2 separate regions of the Sus scrofa genome follow, and region 1 is linked to region 2. Evidence: chromatin contacts called from public HiChIP or PLAC-seq data. All regions are on one chromosome and are shown on one strand. The core of a region is the stretch at or near the end of the contact, and the rest is flanking DNA. Distances in the headings are between cores, read along the strand shown. Region 1 overlaps C10H9orf3 (aminopeptidase O). Region 2 overlaps FANCC (Fanconi anemia group C protein).

Region 1 (5,936 bases), core at 416-2,915, 97 kb after region 2:
TACGGTTAACGATTTTACAGATGAAGAAATTGAGGCTTATACAGGCTAGTCTATTCAAGATAAAAAACTGAGGCTTACACAGACGAATCTATTCAAGATAAAAAAGCTAGGAGTTCCCGTCGTGGCGCAGTGGGTTAACGAATCCGACTAGGAACCATGAGGTTGCGGGTTCGGTCCCTGCCCTTGCTCAGTGGGTTAAGGATCCGGCGTTGCCGTGAGCTGTGGTGTAGGTTGCAGACGCGGCTTGGATCCCATGTTGCTGTGGCTCTGACGTAGGCCGGAGGCTACAGCTCCGATTGGACCCCTAGCCTGGGAACCTCCATATGCCGCGGGAGCGGCCCAAGAAATAGCAAAAAAAGACAAAAAAAAAAAAAAAGATAAAAAAGCTAGTAAGAGGGAGTTCCTGTTGTGGCTCAGTGGTTAACAAACCCAACTAGCGTCCATGGGGACGCGGGTCCGATCCCTGGCCTTGCTCAGTGGGTTAAGGATCCAGCGTTGCTATGAGCTGTGGTGTAGGTCACAGACATGGCTCAGATCTGGTGTTGCTATGGCTGTGGTGTAGGCTGGCAGCTACAGCTCTGATTCGACCCTTAGCTTGGGAACCTCCATGTGCCACGGGTGCGGCCCTAAAAAGACAAAAAAAACAAAAACAAAAAAAGCTAGTAAGGGGTGAAGAGGGGACTTCAACCACAGCATGAAGGACTATTGGATCGGAGAAAGAAAATGTACTTGACGACTTCGATTTGATTCTAACAGCATCGATGACCCACAAGGCATTAGCTGGGGCCATCTCCAAAGTTCTGCGGAGAGAGAAGTGAACAGAGACCACACATGTTCTGGGAAAAGGAAAAAAAGACACGTCCATCCATAACAGAGTAACCTTTCTCTTGCTAAGAAAACTAGTCTCGGGGAAACTGCGCGGGGGGGAAATGCTCTTGACGAATGAATTCTTTCTACCAAGCTACTGTTAAAATTCAACTATTGCTAAAACAACATTTTCTTGTTTATTTTGATTTTGAATTATTTCTGATATTAAGACTTACTATAATGAACTGTCTTTCTAGAAAAGGAAGTATTTTCAAATATGCTGGTAAGAGTTTTTCACAGGAAAATGTCCCACCATGAATACCACAGCAATATTTCTTTAAAGAAGTATTTAAATGATGTGTCTCATCCTCCCAGATTATTGCAAGGTTATCAAAGACAAGTAATAAGAATACTGACGGTCACACAGATTTATAAAACCTCCCTCTCTCTTCTCTGCAGCAGGGCATGACTGCAAAACAGATCTGATACAAAAAATGAAAAACGAAGAAACTACAAATACGTGTTCAAAAACTTGAACAATCGCTGATGGTTACTTCGCTCTCCTCTCGGCCTCCTGGCTAAGAATCTGAACACCAGGCCAAGGAGTCTTGCAGCAACAAGTCAGAGTTCCTCTCCTTTTTTATCTTGAACTCCATCAGGATTACGGCTGTTCCCACAAAATTGAATGTGAAGTTCAGCAAAACTAAACAAAAAACATTATCTTTCACCTTCTGTTCTGGAGCCAGGTCTGCTCCACCTTCACTTTTTCCACTGAGCCTCTCCCTAGGATGGCTCAGGATAACAATGACTTTGCATTATGCACAGGGCAGTTCTTGGGGAGCATGAGTCAGAGGCAGACGCAGACACCAACAGCGCCAGCTCTGGAAATAACGGCTGCAGCTCTTTCCTCCAGGGTGGAAGGTGGTGGTCACCAAGCCGGCCTTGCCCAAACCTCCCCTGCTGGGAGGTCAAAGGCCAGGGAAACAGGTAAAGTGTGTGTGTTCGCAGGCACGGGCACCCGAGCTGTACACGCACATCAGCAATCCTTTGTTGGAAGCAAATTCAGCATGGTTTGGATCTGTTTTGTGATAATCTGGTGCTCTATGATTAGGTAAAGCTATTGTTGACTAAGCCAGTGACTTAATCTCTAATAAAGCCTCAAGGTACGCTGAGATTAGGAACACGGGAGTATCATCTATGCCTTCTCTCCAGCGCCCTTCCTTCTGCTGGGAGCGGGGGGGGGGGGGCTCCACGAGGCTGAAACAGCTTCTCATTTGGGACGGCATCTGCCAGTTGTGTTGCAGAGAAAACCCGGGCAGCTTCTTTCCCAACCCATAATATTCCTACTCACTTTGCCCTGCCAAATGTACACAGAGTTCTGGGGAACTAAACCTTTTATGATCCAAGTTCAGCATTTATCGATACTGTTTTGTGGGTGGAGGTGGTTTGATTTGGCCTGTAAGCTAACAGCCAAGTTCAGCAAGACCGCAGAAAAACTTCCTTTTAAATGTGCAATACATCAAGGCGCGAATGCATTTAAACATGGAAAGCAGCCTTGCACTTTAGATAAAAAAAAGATAACAAACATTAAAAAATATTTGCACAGACTGAAGAAAAGGCATTTGTAAGTACCTTTAGAGCCTTCCCAAATAAAATGCCTTGTTCTCGGGTCACACTATTGTTAGATGAAAAAGAGCAAAAATATTTTCATGTCACAGCTGCTTGGTCCGTGACAAACATGACAAAAACTTCAGATAATCTGTGCCTTGTAAAGTTCACTAAAGGCAAAATTTCACACTGGCCCTAACACCCTTCCAGACACCCAGCTGTCTCACCACGAAGTCCTGCCCGCTCGGAGCCCTCAAGGTCTGACCCAGTCCACGCCCACCCAAGCCAGGATGGGAGGGTCCTCGGGAAACTCACTCTGGACGAGGTTCTAGGCCACCAGGGCTGGACTGGGAGTGCCCCGCTGCATCTCCCGGCACTTCTTTCCCGCCGCCCTCCGGTGCCTGTGCCCCACAACGTGACAACGACCAGCCACACACGCTTCTCCCCAGGAACGCAGAGCTGCTCCGCTTCTACGGCTTCTTTTGAGGAGCTGCCCAGGCAGACAGCTGGAGAGAGCAGCGCCTGGTCTCAGGCCAGCACCACGGACCTCCGCGTTCTCACATGTAAACCAAGGGTTGGAGGGACAGAGGCCACAAGACTTCGGCCGACGGCCTGACAACCCCGGTTCTGCACCGGCTTCCCAGGGGATGCGCGCATGCGCAGCAACGCGAGCGCCTAGGCACCCCCGCTCCCCCCAAGCCGTCTCCCGACTCCGTGTACTCTTGTGGCCCAGCGCACTCAAGTGCCAGGGACCTCGAGTGGCCTTCACGCTCCTCCAAATGCTTGAGCTATAATTTTTTCCGGTTATTTTAGACAGCTCCTTGCTGGTGATGATTTTGTTTTCTGAAGTTACCGGAACGCTTAGTTCTTCCCGGTGTTCCACGCAGCAGCACTGCCCAAAGATGAGCTTCCCACAACTCCGAGAACCAGGTTCTCTTTGCCATCGAGAAACATGGCCACTCAACATGACCAAGAATCATTTCAGAGAATATAAGCGTTTCAAGACAGCTGCCTGTATGAGAATTCACTTTTTGTCATGAAATACATTAAACATTGCAACCGTGCCTCCTGAAAGGTAACAGGGGTAGTTCTTCCCTCACACCAGAAAGAAACGGTGCAAAATGACAACAGAGGAGGAGTAATGCCCAGTATTAAATGTCTTTCATGAGCTGGTATGTGTATAAACGCCGTCAGCCTTCAAAGGAACTTCACATCAAAATAGTTTGGGCAAAAGAAACAAGAGCAACAACTGAAGGCTAAAAAATGATTATAGACTGACCTAAAATGGAGCTCTGCTAGAATAGAAATCCTATCCGCAGCCTAAAGAGCACTTTGAGAGCTTCCAGTTTGGAACAGGAACAATGACAATTTATTCTACTATAAGTGGACCAACTAAAGAGAGACGCAAATGAAACTGCAGAGTAGTGCTGAGAAACAGGATCGGTCTTCTTGAATAAAGCCAAAGGATAGAGACATACTTGCATGCGAACTACTGCTATATTTGCTGCAGACCAAAGAACAATGACAGGAAGAAACCAAGGCTGTTCTTTTTCTCAGTCTGTAAATAAATTTAAGAATGTTTTCCTGTCTCACTATTGTGGAGAAGAACAAAACCAAATGACTGGTGTCTATCCACATGCCATTAGGTAATCAGTGTTTTACCATCTTATTTGAAGAGATGCTCTAAAATGTACTTACACTTAGTAAGCGCCAGCTGTTTTAGAGAAGACACCTCACTTCAGTCCCACAAGGCCCTGGGAAGATGAGTATCTGCCCCTTCTGATGGGATGACATGTGGTGGCACAGTCAGCAGGGGGCCACCTTGGGAGCCAGGCCTAAGCCACCCAAGGCCTGCGTACTACAACTGAGGAGCTGGGAAGGCACCCCTCACAGGCAACAACTGGATGTCATCAGACAAAATTCCAGACACATTAAGAATGGATCATTCTTCAAGGATCAAAAGAAAGCCACAACCTGGAGTTCATGTCGTGGCTCAGTGGTACACTGCCCTGACTAGTATCCATGAGGCCTCGGGTTCAATCCCTGGCTTTGCTCAGTGGGTTAAGCATCCAGAGTTGCTGTGAGCTGTGGTGTAAGTCACAAACACGACTCCGATCTGGTGTGGCTGTGGCTGTGGCGTAGGCTGGTGGCTACAGCTCCAATTGGACCCCTAGCCTGGGAATTGCCATATGCCGCGGGTGCAGCCCTAAAAAGATAAAAGAGAAAAAAAAAAAGAAAGAAAGAAAGAAAGAAGAAAGCAAGCAAGCCACACCTAAAAAGGCTACATGGACAAAGAGGACCCTGAGTCACAGGGAGTCAAAAATTCCAACAACTCCAATTGATGCATGAGGACTCTAAGCAGTGACTCATTTGGGGACCTTGAGTGAGTCTGTAAAACAGAGGACAGAAAGCATATTAGGATTATCTAGACATTATAGACCCTCACAAGAAATAAAAGCCTTCAGTATGAAAAGCATGGTTCAACACCCATGAGAACAGCTAAAGAAGTCTGATGGTACCAAGTGTGGATGAGGTAGCAAAGACGTAACCTTAAACAGTGGAATTCTTAGTAGTTTCTGAAAAAATTAAACATATACCTACCATATGGCCAAACCATGGCAATCCAAGGTAGCTACCCAAGAGACACATGTCTGCACAAAGATAATTAAACCACAATCTGAGAGCCAGAAACGGCAAAAAAAAATCCAAACGTCTATCAACCAATAATAACCAAAGTGGAGTAATCCACATAACAGGATACTTTATAATAAAAAGGAACAAAGCACTGATAATATGTAACATGGCTGGCCCTCAAAACATTCTAATAAATGAAAAACAAGCCAGATCCCAAAGACTCAAGTGTGTGTGATTCCATTTATGTGAAGTTTCTCAAAAAGCCAAATCGATAAAAACAGAAAGCAGATGAGCAGTTGCCCGGGGCTAGGGGTAGGGACGGGGATTGACCACACATAGACACAGGGAACTTTCCAGTGATGGACATGTTCTAAAACTAGACTGCGGTAGTAGCTGCACAGCTGCATATGGATGAGCCGTACGGCAGGTAAGATATTTATGACATAAAACTCAATGAAGCTGTTGAGAGAGAATGACAGTCACTCTCTTCTGTTGCCTACGGGAGCACTCAGCATTCTTTACCTTTACTGTCAGGAATGAACATAAAAGTGTGGCTTCAATACTTAAAACTAAAGCTCATATGCGTGATAGGTAAGGAGAAAAGATGAGAAACCAGATTGCATACGAACAGAGCCCAGAGGTCTGCTCTGTTTTTCTTCTGGATTCTTTCTGTGGTTCATCATTAACATCTCATGCCCTTCGTGGGTATCACAGATGTTTCTCGGACACTGAATGAAAATCACCACAGAAAATTAATTGCATAAGCATTAAACTTTCAGTTATAATGAGGCCACATAAACTGACCACTGCTGGAGTTCCCATCATGAGGCAGTGGTTAACGAATCCGACTAGGAACCATGAGGTTGGGGGTTCGATCCCTGGCCTCG
Region 2 (6,407 bases), core at 201-2,700:
CATGTGTTCTTTCCCTAGAAGCATTCGCGTTGAGGCTTTGCTGAATTCTTTGTAACATCATACCCTTCCGCTTCCTCTCAGCTTCCTTGCTTTTAGAGTAGAAGTATTTTATTCATTGTCTCTCCTAGCCTCCTCAGACTGTCTTCACGTGTTCCTTTGGCAGCTGCTCCCTCTTGATCTTCTCTGCCCTCTCAGCATCGAGCCAGTGCTCTTCTGTTCATCGTCACTGCTGCAGGCTTAGGCGCCAGTTATTCACTCCTCCCCACCGCCACCACCAAGACTCTTAGCAGTGCAGGAGACAGAAGTCTGGCAGCCAAGCGGGGATCAGAGGATTGGCCACAGTAACGACCTGCCATAGCCTGGCAGCCCCATACACACTCCTGGCCGTCTCTGTTGAAGAGCAGAACCTAGAGCCGAAACCTCATGGGGCTCCTGGTGAACCCAGATCCGCCTCAGCTCGTTGGCGGGGCCACCTGCAGGGAGGGGTCTATGAGCAGCTGAAGGCACCTCCCAGCCAGCCCCATGGAGGTGCCTTGCACACTCAGCTGCTGGAAGAAGAGAGGGAGAGCGACCAGGCCTTGAGCCCTGATCCAGGCACACTGCCCACCTGGGAGCAGGGAGCGCGGGGGAGCCCCGCGGCTCAGCTTCCTCATCCGTGAGGTCTGCAGGGCAGAGACCCCGTGGAGCCTGTCCCTGGCTTTCGAGACATAACCCAGCGCACTGCCCATGTGCCCTGGTCCATCAGCTCGCCCTCTCGTGGGGACAGGTGTAACCTGCTCCCCTTCTTCCCTTTCGGTCCGCTGCTTTGCAAGCCGGATTTCAGACCATTCATCACTTGTTCTCAGGAGGACTTGGACAGCAGGAAGCAGTGACTCAGGGAGGTGGGAACAGTGCTCGGAGCTTGGGGATCCCAGGGACCAAGCAGGGGAATAGGCGCCCCAATCCAACAAAGACGGAGCCTGCAGCAAGGCTCAGAGCTCCCCTCTTCCAGGAGCTTCGGGCCAGTCCTGCTCCATTTTTCCCAGGGGAGATGTCAAACTGCTGGCACTGTCACTGTGCAAAATTAATGGTCCTTCCCTCAGCAGATTCTCCTCTTGAACTGCAGCTCCCAACTCCCCGTGTGACAAAGGATAGCCTCACAAAAGCTTTAACCTCTCAGCATTGAGAGATACATGATGACAGGAAAGAATACAATATACAGCTCATTAAAAATTCGTAATTGCCAAAATACTAACCAGAACCTTGTGTTTTGCAAGAAAAGCAATAGCACACGTTTCTGCCTGCGTCCCTCCTCTGGTCTCCGTCTGCACCCCAGGGAGTCCCTGCTTTCCTGGCTCGGGGCTGCCCTGGTGGCGGCCTTGCAGCTGTGAGGCCCCGCTCTCAACAGCAGCCCAGCTGCGCAGGCCACGCAGAAGGCAGAGCGGCGCCTGAGGGCTCTCATCTTGCATCACGCTCACTGGCCCTGGGCCAGCATCTTCCTTTCTCAAAGGCCAGTGCTCACTCAGGGTCCCTGGATGTAACGATTTCAGTGTCTGAGGTCCTCAGGGCACTGGAGGCTTTGAGAGGCAGGCCTTTGGAAGGCCCGGGACTGGTTCAGGGTGGCATTGTGAGCTCTCTTCCTGCGTCTAACTTGTATCCCTTGCAAGTTGTACTCCAGTGGATAAGAACAATGGGAGCCAGCCATTCGCAAACATTACAGTTGCTTTAAGAAACTAAAGGAGAAAGAAATCACGTTGCCCGGCTGCCATGTGTTTTGGTTCTGTTCCAGGTCCTACGGAGGCCCCTTTGAGAGCTGGTTTTTGTTCGTTCACTTTGGAGAATGGGCTGACATCGCGGCTGAGCAGTTGCTGATGGTGGAGGCTGAGGCCGAAGCCCCTGAGGCCCTGCTGTGGCTCCTGGCATTCAGCGGCAGCCCAGGCGCCGGGCGTCGGCAGAGATCACAGACCATGGTGGGTGGCAGGGTCCACGGCGAGTGGCCTCCGGGGCTGGTCTCTTGGGAGCAGAAAGGAGCCTGCAGGAAGGGGCTGGGCAGTAGCTTGGCTTCCCCTGACCCGAGACCCTCCCCACCAGCCCCTCGGGGTTTGCGCGTGGAGCCATGCGTGGGCTGGGACGAGAGTGGGAACTGGGCCTGTGATGAACTGGAGGCCACTCTGCTCTTGTCCCCTGGGTCATTTCCCCTCATGTTGCCTGCAGCCACCCTGTTCTGATTTATAGGCGCGCCTGGTCTGGGGCCGCACCCTCCACGGATCATCTCGGGGTCTGACTGCTTTTCTGAGGAGCGGCCTGGCGGGCTCTGCTTCTGTCTTGACTGAACTCCTGTCTTGGATCAGTCAATAGATCCTCACATTACGGGCTTTGTTGAGAACTCTTACTGAAGTAATCACCTGATATTAACCACTTAGCTTCTGCAAAAGGACATGGTCATTTTCTAAATAACAGAGCAGCAAAGTACAAGAGTGGCTAACTGTCCGTGGAAAGACAGTTGTTATTTTGTGTGGAATAGAATAATTACAGGAGCAGCACTCTGATTAAAGGCATCGGCGCCTTCCTTGCAAACATTTATTTGCTGGTTTTTAAAAGTTCAACTGCCAGAGCTTTTTGTTGATTTTAATAATTAAAGGGAGCAGGTTTCTTTATGTAGAGAGCAGTGCTCCTATTTGCCTGGTGTGTTCTGCAGTTTGAAAACAAAGACCAGTTCAGATGTGTCTGTATATTTTACTTGTTTAAAGGTATGTTACATGGCAGAGGGAAGAAAAGAGTTTGGCATTTTAAAAAGCTAAAATTTGGTGATGATTTTGGATCAAAAATAGAATTTTTTTCAGAAATGAACATTATTTGATTGCCTGCTGATTAAAAAGAAAGCCAGATTTTTTTCCCTTTTAAAATATCACATGAAACTGATGAAAGAGAATCCTGGTTGGTTTTCATCATCTTTTAATAATAGTTAAGATGTACGAAGCACTAACGATTTCTGAAGCTATTATGTACACTTTATTTTGATTCTGTATAAGCTAAATTGGTAGGTTATGTGTTCTATTCCATATAGATCATAGAAACTGACAGAGATTACTTTTGAAGTATAGAGACTTATTTCCTCTATACTTCAAAGTTGTCCAATGAGACTTATTTTCTTCTTTTTTTTTTTTTGTCTTTTTGCCATTTTCTTGGGCCGCTCCTGCAGCACATGGAGGCTCCCAGGCTAGGGGTCCAATCGGAGCTGTAGCTGCCGGCCTACACCACAGCCACAGCCACCGCCACAGCAACTCGGGATCCAAGCTGTGTCTGCGACCTACACCACAGCTCACGGCAATGCTGGATCCTTAACCCACTGAGCAAGGCCAGGGATCGAACCCGCAACCTCATGGTTCCTAGTTGGATTTGTTAACCACTGCGCCACGACGGAACTCCCCTCTTTTGCTAACTTTAATAGAATCATAACAAAAACCATGACTGTCTATGTTTGCATACTCTTAAGAATTAGGTAAGCATTCATACTCCTTAACGCTGTCATTCTAGTTGTAGAAATTACTCTAAGGGAGTAATTAGCCATGCAAGGCTTTATGTACAAGAAGATCATTGCAACATTTTTTGTTAGTGCAGTAATTGGAAATGGCCTAACTTTCAATAGGAAGGATACTGGCTAAATAAATTGTGCTGGATTATAATCATAGACTCGCCTTCTACCGAGAAAAATCATGTTATCGTGGCGTATGTGCTATAGATTATGGTAAGGTGCTTGTTGTGGACGATGAGGAGAAAACTCCAGAACACAATACCTTGTGTCTAGTGAGTGCTGTGTCCACAGTGCATCTCAAAGAGATGACAAGGATGGAAACCTCATTTTAACAAGCCTGTCTGGATGGTGGAATTAGAGTCTTTAGAATTCTTTTTCTGTTTACTTTTTTGTTCAAATATTTTACAGTGAACATATATCAATTTTTGTAACGCAGGATTGAAAATTAATGCTTTGAAAAGAAAGCTTGTATGTTGTTTCTGAAACATTCTAGAAAGCATTCAAGTTCTTGGCACACGAGGGAGGCATTTGCAGGGCAAGATGGGCTGGAGTGAGAGAGAAAGAAGAGCACATCTCGGGGGATATTGGACGAGGGGAGAAAATCAGATGTCAGGAAGAAAACAGATATGGAGGCATCCTGAGCCCTTTGGAGACCCACGGAGATGGCAGGCTGGTCCTGGGCTCCCTCAGACGCCATCAGATGGGGCAGCGGGGCCCAGCCAGAGCAGAGAGGTGGAGGCGGTGGCCCCCTCTTGTTGAACCGCTGCCCTCCTCCATGGAAGAGCCTCGTGGAGCAGCTTCTCACGGTCTCCTATTGTGGTCAGAATCGCTCACACAGCACTCCTCATGTCCTGGCGTTTATGACAGACTTCAGTGAATGAAGCCTTAACTTCCAGGAAAAAAAAAAAAAACACACACAACTCACACAAGATCCATAAAAATTGGTCATGGGAACGTTCCGAGGCGGCCTCAGGATTCTTTTGAAAACGATGGAACTGAGCTGTTCCTGGGTTCATGTAGCCTTTGGATCGGTGGCTTTCAGGGTCTGCTTTGTTTTCCAAGTCACAACTCGATGTACCAGTCTTACAGCAAACAGAAGTCTCAGCGTGAACTAAGTACTTTTTATGCAAAACAACCCACAGACCTGTAACAATCACTATTATTATGTGGATTTCGCAGACTTGTGACCTCTGCTTGAGCTTTAGACATGTATGAACAGATTGTTCCAGCATCTAAAACAGAATGTGTGTGTGTGCACGCACACACTCGCACTTCCTCCCCACCAGAGATGGCAAGAGGCAGAGCTCTTATCAGCACGATGGCTCAGTGGAGGGCCGAGCACACGGGGCTCTCACTGATCTGTGGCTGTGATAGTGAGCGAGTCTTCAAGGGGCCTTTTGTTCTTTTTCCCACAATATAAAACCCTGACTGCCTTCTGCTGAGGTCTTTTCTCCATTTCCGTCCATCCAAAAAAAAAAAAGTCACTTCCTGGCATGGTGCCCTGGCTGCTTAGTGAGCAAGACGAAAGTCGAGAAACTTCCATTGCACCCACTGGGGTTTGTGTGGCCAGTGTGTAAACCCAGACACCTGCCACCCCTTCCACCCTCTCTCGGGCGCCAGTTGTCCTCTTTCCTTGGGGTTGCTGCTCGTTACCGAATAGTCTAGAACCACATGGGTCCTGACTCTTCTTTAATCTCTCCCTTTTGAAATTGTACTTCCAGGCAGAGGTGAAGGCCGTGCTCGGCCGCCTCACGAAGCTGCTCAGGAGCCCGACCCTGTCGGCCAGGGACCTGCAGGCAGCAGCTGGAGGGGGCCGGGGTGGGGATCCCAGCCCGCCCGCTTGTGGGCAGCTCACCAGGCGCCTTCTCCTGAACTTCCTGCTCTGGGCCCCTGGAGGCCGTGCGATTGCCCGAGAAGTTATCACCCTCGTAAGTCTCCCCCTTTCCAGCCTCCTGCTTCTCATCCACACCCCAGCGAAAAGGTGGGTTAGGACCCGAGGGCCCCGCCTTTGAGGAGTGTGTGTAAGCAGCCTGCTGTCCCCTCGTGGCTAGAGGCGGCGAGGGGACAGCTGGGCCAGACCCACACCTGCCCTGTGCCACATTTGCAGGGCCTAGAAGGGAAAGGAGGCCCAGACAAGGCCGGGGACTTCTCCCGGGCCACATGGCACATGGCCTGGACCGCGGTGAGAGCTAGGTCTCCTCTGTCCCAGGCTGTCTGCGTTTAGTCTCTTCCTCCTCGTGAAGAGACTGTTCTCGCTGCAGTGGCTCAAAGAATTTCCTTTGTTAATTTAAAAGATGGTTTGCAAATTACAAAGAATCCTTCCTGGAGCTCAGCAGACATGAGGGGTAAATAACGGTCCAAGTGGGAGTTCCCGTCATGGCTCAGTGGGTTAAGAACCCGACACAGCTTCCAAGAGGCTGCGGGTTTGGTCCCTGGCCTCGCTCAGTGAGTTAAAGCTCCGGTGTTGCCGAGAGCCGTGGTATAGGTCGCAGATGCAGCTCGGATCTGGCGTGGCTGTGGCTGTGGTGTGTAGGCCGGCAGCTGCAGCTCTGGGTACCATCCGTGCAGATGTTCATGCACCAGCCTTCCTAACTTGGAGGCTTCCTACGGTGGCTGCATGACAGGTAGAAGGCAGCCTGGCACACACAGCTTCCAGCAGGACCCAGGGAAGGAGCACCCCCAGTGCCAAGCTCCTCTGGGGTTCCTCAGTGCCCCGCTCTGTGCTCAAAGATGTGAGGTCCCAGCAGGCAGGCCACCTCCACAGTTGTCAGTGATGGTGACACCACCCTGTGTCCAGTTCTGAGGCACCCCTGGGCACTGCAGTGGAGGCAGCCTTCCCCACTCAGGTTCAAGGGAGCAGATTCATGCTTTTAGGGTGTCCCGAGGAAGCTCA

Evidence for each region. HiChIP or PLAC-seq counts read pairs in DNA pulled down with a chosen protein or histone mark.
Region 1: a contact with region 2 is called in an H3K27ac HiChIP or PLAC-seq map of skeletal muscle. The contact joins two enhancer-like sites. A contact is called at or near these places in 4 of 47 Hi-C or Micro-C datasets (embryonic fibroblasts, epiblast stem cells, fetal skeletal muscle and 1 more) and 1 of 2 datasets of contacts at active chromatin or transcription factors (skeletal muscle).

The regions. Positions count from the first base shown.
Region 1 is chr10:27,143,601-27,149,536 of Sscrofa11.1, forward strand. All of the region lies in intron 14 of C10H9orf3 (aminopeptidase O), which reads right to left. Among named protein-coding and RNA genes, the nearest start is that of MIR23B, 66 kb to the left of the region's middle. Within about 2 kb of position 1,666, at least 39 of the 83 cell types and tissues checked have an H3K27ac peak or open chromatin away from gene starts, as enhancers often do. A contact at or near this core is called in skeletal muscle, where this site is marked.
Region 2 is chr10:27,046,696-27,053,102 of Sscrofa11.1, forward strand. It overlaps FANCC (Fanconi anemia group C protein), which reads left to right. Exons shown (of 14, transcript XM_021064601.1): 13 at 1,769-1,949. Among named protein-coding and RNA genes, the nearest start is that of MIR24-2, 30 kb to the right of the region's middle. Within about 2 kb of position 1,451, at least 16 of the 83 cell types and tissues checked have an H3K27ac peak or open chromatin away from gene starts, as enhancers often do. A contact at or near this core is called in skeletal muscle, where this site is marked.